2 separate regions of the Callithrix jacchus genome follow, and region 1 is linked to region 2. The links are chromatin contacts, called in public Hi-C maps. All regions are on one chromosome and are shown on one strand. Each heading gives the region's core, a stretch centred on a gene start, on an enhancer-like site or on the middle of the called end of the contact. The rest is flanking DNA. Distances are from core to core; before and after follow the strand shown.

Evidence for each region. Hi-C and Micro-C count contacts between places; a contact is called where the count stands out from the background.
Region 1: a contact with region 2 is called in a Hi-C map of induced pluripotent stem cells, with 1.9 times the contacts expected there. The contact joins the enhancer-like site here to the promoter of CDKN2AIPNL in region 2. A contact is called at or near these places in 2 of 3 Hi-C or Micro-C datasets (induced pluripotent stem cells and skeletal muscle).

What each region holds. Positions count from the first base shown.
Region 1 is chr2:32,971,109-32,974,188 of calJac240_pri, forward strand. The region is part of intron 9 of JADE2 (jade family PHD finger 2); the gene reads left to right. Among named protein-coding and RNA genes, the nearest start is that of JADE2, 45 kb to the left of the region's middle. Within about 2 kb of position 1,638, at least 3 of the 16 cell types and tissues checked have an H3K27ac peak or open chromatin away from gene starts, as enhancers often do. A contact at or near this core is called in skeletal muscle, where this site is marked.
Region 2 is chr2:32,801,327-32,804,164 of calJac240_pri, forward strand. CDKN2AIPNL (CDKN2A interacting protein N-terminal like) reads right to left here and starts at 1,570. Exons shown (of 3, transcript XM_002744163.7): 1 at 1,282-1,570. The coding sequence starts at 1,520. It overlaps LOC118151734 (U4 spliceosomal RNA), which reads left to right and starts at 2,420; the gene lies at 2,420-2,560.

The DNA.
Region 1 (3,080 bases), core at 388-2,887, 170 kb after region 2:
TCCAGCCTGTAACTGGGCACAAAGCCAGCCTGGGTGGGAATCCTCAGAAGATGGAGAAGGCTTGAGGTCAAGGCCTTGGTAGCCTGGCTTTGCATCCAGTTCCCGCACTCCCAGCTCTGTGCCTTTGTTTCAGTTTTTACTTCTCTAAGTTTCCGTTTTTTTGTCTGTAAAATGGGAATAAGGATCAAACTGACCTTGGGGTTGTAGCACATGGGACAGAGTGCCCACCATTGTGGGCCATGATTGTTGTTACTGTCCTGTCCCCTCAGCATTTGGCTCTGAGAAGAAGGGAGGCCACAGTGGTTCACCTGTAATCCCAGCACTTTGGGAGGCCAAGGTGGGCAGATCACAAGGTCAGGAGATCAAGACCATCTTGGCTAACACAGTGAAACCCATCTCTACTAAAATTACAAAAAAGTATCCGGGCATGGTGGTGGGCGCCTGTAGTCCCAGCTACTCTTGAGGCTGAGGCAGAATCGCTTGAACCGAGGAGGCAGAAGTTGCAGTGAGCCGGGATTGCATCACAGCACTCCAGCCTGCGAGACACAGTGAGACTTTCTCAAAAAAAAAGGGCGGGGAGGCCAGGGTGGGCGTGGTGGCTCACTCCTATAATCTCAGCACTTTGGGAGGCCGAGGTGGGCAAATCACCTGAAGTTAGGAGTTCAAGACCAGCTTGGCCAACATGGAGAAACCCCGTCTCTACTAAGAACGCAAAATTAGCCAGGCATGGTGGTCCATGCCTGTAATCCCAGCTACTTGGGAGGCTGAGGCAGGAGAATCCCTCGAACCCGGGAAGCAGAGGTTGTGGTGCACAGAGATTGCACTATTGTACTGAAGCCTGGGCAACAAGAGCAAGACTCTGTCTCAAAAAAAAAAGGAAACCAGCCCTTGTGCTCTTGGGTCAGCTCCACAGAGGACCAAAAGGGCAGGCCCAGTGCTAGGTCCTGAGAAGCCAGCATCCTCCCAGATTGATTCGTTCCTCCATGGCCAGGCCAGGGTTTTGCTGAGAGAAATAGGAGCCAGGGCTGCCGCCAGCATGAAATTCCATTTTATGGTCAGCCAGATGTGCTTTCCTAAAATTTCAACCATGGGCCTCGGCCCTGCTGGACACTCTGAAGGCATGGCCACTGCAGCCTCCCAGAGTTATTTATGGCTGACAAAAAAAAAACTGCAGCACTGTTGATCAGCCCGACAAGTGCCAGCCGGTGTCCCCTAGCAACCGTGCTGACGGGCAGGCTGTGCAGGGACTTGCTGCTTGTGGCTCTGGCTCTGGTCACCAGGAGTTTCTTTGAGAGCCTTAGAAGGAGGCTGAGAGGGTAGACGCAGCTCTGAGACACACACCTGCCCCGAGGATGACCTGGGACAACATCCCAAGGAGGGAGAGGCTCAGTGGGAAGCAGGTCCTGGCCTCAATGCCTGGATGGTTGTCCCCTCGGCCTTTCCCCAAAGCCAACCTTGTCCTGGGCAGCTCCAGCCTCCAGACCTCTGGCTCCTTTGCCCCAGAACCTCCCATCTCTGAAGTTCCCCGAACCCATTCGTGCCCCTGCCTCCCCCAAGCCCAGTCAACCACCTCCAGCTGCTCCCAGGTCGATAGCCCAGAAATCGCCACATCCTCCTCCCTGCCCAAAGGCTCCTGCTCTCTCTGCTCATTTGTCTCCCAGGTGTTCCACCCTTTTCTGTCCTGCTTTCTTCACTCACTTCCTGTTTGGTACTGATCTGCCCATGCCCCTGCCCTTACCCCTCTCAGCCTCACCCAGTAGGAGCCACTCCCTCCACCAGGGGAAACGCCACAGCACCAAGCAGCTCAGTCCCTGCTGCACTCCCCACCTCCTACCTGCTGCCCACATGCTGGGCTCCGCCTCCCTCAGGGCGCCCTCTTGCTCTTACCAGACAGCCTCCCCTGTCCTCACACCAGGGCCTCTAATTTCCTGCCAGCAGAGCCTCTGGGTCTATTCTCTTCCCTTCCCTTCTGTCTTTTTCCCCCACAGCGGTCACTTTTCCAGCCTACACCTGCAGCTCACAAGTCTTTTTTTTTCTTGAGACAGAGTCTTGCTCTGTCACCCAGGCTGGAGTGTAGTGGTTTGATCTCAGCTCACTGCAACCTCTGCCTCCCGAGTTCAAGTGATTCTCCTGCCTCAGCCTCCTGTGTAACTGGGATTATAGGCGCACACCACCATGCCTAGCTAAATTTTGTATTTTTGGTAGAGACAGGGTTTTACCATGTTGGTCAGGCTGGTCTCGAACTCCTGACCTGGTGATCCACCTGCCTCAGCCTCCCAAAGTGCTGGGATTACAGGGGTGAGCCACCACGCCCAGCCTGAGTCTGTCTTTTTTTCATCCTCTCTGCAGGTCATTTTCCACCAACATTTGAATCTGTTCAACTCTTTCTCATCTTCAAAAGCAAATCCTCCCTCCCTGTTTTCCTCTAGTCGTGGGTTCTTCCACTCCCACCCCATCTCTCCTTTCCTGTCATCCGTCCTGGTATTTGCATCCTTGCTTCCCACTCTGGCCGAGTTTCCACCACTTCCCAGAGCCTGCCACTCGCCGCCGGCAGCCTCCCCCGCCCACCTCTGCATCCCCCGACCCTCTCAGCAGCAGCTGCCACGGTCAGACCTGCCCTTGGTCTTGGAGTCATTTTCCTGCGATGCTTTGGCCCCCCTGAGGTCCCGGGTTACCTCCTCCCTCTCTGGCTGCTCCTTGGCCTCATTGGTCACCCACCTCTTTCCCAGGGCTGGAGGCCTCAGACTCCACTGTCTTTCACAGCTGCCCACTGCTTTGCCCCGCGTGAGGGTGCCAGCTGCCCCTCCTTGAGCTCCACACCAAGTCCCTTCTAAAGGCCACCAGCATCTCATGCCCAGCATCCCTGTTAGTTTGCTAGGCCTGCCCAACTGTGAGAATCATCCTCACAGTTGGAGGCTGGAAGCCCAAGGCTGAGGTGTCAGCAGGATTAGTTCCTTCCGGGGCTCTGCGGGAGAGTGTCTTCCCTGCTGCCAGTTTCTGGTGGTTGCCAGGAATCTTTGCTGTTCCTTGGCCTGCAGACATCTCTTTAGTCTCTGCCTCTTCAAGGACACATGCCCTTC
Region 2 (2,838 bases), core at 320-2,819:
TGGAATTACAGGTGTGAGCCACCACACCTGGCCCTGTGAACACTTCTTGCTTGTAGATACAGAAGTGGACTTTAGGAATGCCAGTAGAGCAGATGTTTCAAGATATACAAGAACAGAGGCGCTGTACATCCAGCAATACATATTGTCAGATAAGCCAAACAAGTCAGCTCAACACTCACACCTGGGTAAGGATGAGTTAGTCACTCTATTACCAACAAGGGCAAAAGTATTTTTATTTTTTAAATACATGGAATGTTAGTCTAACAAATCATTATTTATTTGCCCAATTCTCTGACATTTGCCTAACCATAGATCCTGTAAACCAGGATTTCCAAGGAGAACCTAGAAGGCAGGAAAAAAGGATGATTACCTCTGGCATTGCTTCTCTACATACTGTTCTAATAAACCCCAACATGTAAAGAAAGACCAAGTGGCTTAGTCCTGGAGGGGCCAAGTGATCAGAGTCAGGCAGCGGTAATAGGTATAGAAACCAAGATCAAGAGCCAAGTCACCCTATTTTCCTAACACAATTTCAGGAAAAATGAAGCTAATAGAGAGCCTCAAGATTTGCCACCTTCTTCATGGAGGGGTGAAGGGAATGCCTTATTAGGCACTTCAAAAGTGGGCCTCTGTCCTTTTGGTGCAGCAGACAGGATGCAATGGGCTTTAGGACCTTGCCAAAAAGGCACCGGCTATTTTCATAAGAGGGAAAGCAGAGAGGTGAAGCTGGTTCTTACTTAGGGCCCAGTGGGCTGTGGAACGAGGAGAAAAAGCCACAGGATACAGATTACATCCTGTCCTTAGTGGTTAAAATCCACCAATCTTGCCAGAAACTGCATGACCCCAGGTATATCAGTTCCCTCCCTAAGCTTTTTCACCTGTAAAATGGGAATCTCCGTTTTTGTCTCTGCACATTAGCCATGTGAATGACAGGAGCTAACGGACTTGGAACGCACCCTGCAAAGGTGATGGTTTGAGCTAATAATAGTAGTCATACAAATAACAATAGCAACTTTTTAGCTCGCCATGTATTTAGCTCTTCACCCTTTATTACAGTCATCATAACTACCCATTTACCAAGAGAGAAAACTGAGGATCAAGGATAAGGATCTTTCCAAGGTGCCTCCTAGGTGGGAATCAGCCTTCGGGCCGGCCAATAAGAATAGAGGTTGGGCGCGGGTTCAGTCTGGGGCAGAGATTCCGGTCACGGGTGAGCCCTGGAAGAGGGCTTGAGGATCGGAAGACAGGGAACAGGATCAGCCGGCCGGCAGGGGTCCGCACCTGCAGCCCAGGAAGAGGTGGTTGGCCCAAACCATGGAGAGGGACAGCAGCTGGTCCAGGCGGCCACCGCCGTCAGGCGGGTCGCGGTAGTCGGGCAGGTGGCGCAGGATGAATTCCATGCGGGCCTTCCATTGCTTCTCGCTCTCTGAGTAGGAGCGGAACTGCTCCGCGAAGTCGGCCGCCTGCCGCACCCCCGAGACCAGCTCCTCCACTGCGGCGGCCGCCTCGCCACCGACCATGGTGCCAGCCACAGCCCAGGACCGGATAGCCCGCCGCCTTCCCGACGAGCACTGCGCCACCGCCTGCCGGCCAGAAGGGCCCTGTCAGCGCACGACTGCTACAGAAGACCAACCTGGAGCGCCCTCGCCCGGAGCGGCGGCTTATGGGGGCACAGAGTGGCTCCTGGCTCATCAGATTACCGCAGCCCGTGGCGCCTGCCCTGGGTCTACCCAAGGCTGCAAGGGCCCTTCGCGGTCGACCCTGCGGGGAACCGGGTGTGGGGGGGTCCCTAAGCACAGAGTCTGGGTGCCCCCTTCCAGTTCGCAGCTGGATGCCAGTTAGAGCTATGCTGTGTCCTTCTTGCCCTGGGGGTTCCCCGGGCACCGCCTCATCCCGAGAGACATCGGGGGCCCCGGTCACAGCTGGATAGGATGCCCTCAGTTCTGGGGACTTACACACGGAGCTGCATTAATCGACTTCCAGGGTCTCTACACCCACCCAGGTTGGGGCCCTCTTTCCTGGAGCGAGTAATCCATCCATCTAGTGAATAACCTGCCTGGCACATTGCTAGGTACTGCAGAGGCAATGAGAGCACGCACGGGGCCCTGCTCAGATGAACTTTAGCGTCGAGTGGACAAGCAGACATTAGTGACATAATTGCTCAAGTAAATGGAGAATTTCAATGTTGACAAACAAGTATTAGTAAAGAGAAGCCCAGCGTGCTATAACCATGAATAAACAAGGGACCCAGTCTAGTCTTGGGGTCAGGGAAGTGATCCCGGAGAACTGAAGAATGAGCAGGAGTTTTCTGAGTAAAGGGGAGTCAATTAGAGCAAGAGAGAGACTGGCCTGCTAAGACACTTGCAAGATAGTGGGTAGGAGGGGTTGGGGGCCAGGGCAGGTAGAAAATGGAGAAGATAGCTTTGTGCAGTGGCAGTATCGTAGCCAATGAGGTTTATCCGAGGTGCGATTATTGCTAATTGAAAACTTTTCCCAATACCCTGTCGTGATGACTTGCAATGTAGTCGGCACTGGCAATTTTTGACAGTCTCTATGGAGACTGAATTTTAAAAAAAGAGAGCGAGAGAGAATGGAGAAGATGAGGTTGCAGAGGTCAGCAAGGCCAGTAGGCCAGGCAGATCCCAAGAATGGGGGCCCACTGAAGGTTTTCTTTTTTTTTGAGTCGGAGTTTCGCTCTTGTTACCCAGGCTGGAGTGCAATGGAGCAATCTCGGCTCACCACAACCTCCACCTCCTGGGTTCAGGCAATTCTCCTGCCTCAGCCTCCTGTATAGCTGGGATTACAGGCATGCACCACCACGCCCAGCTAATTTTTGTA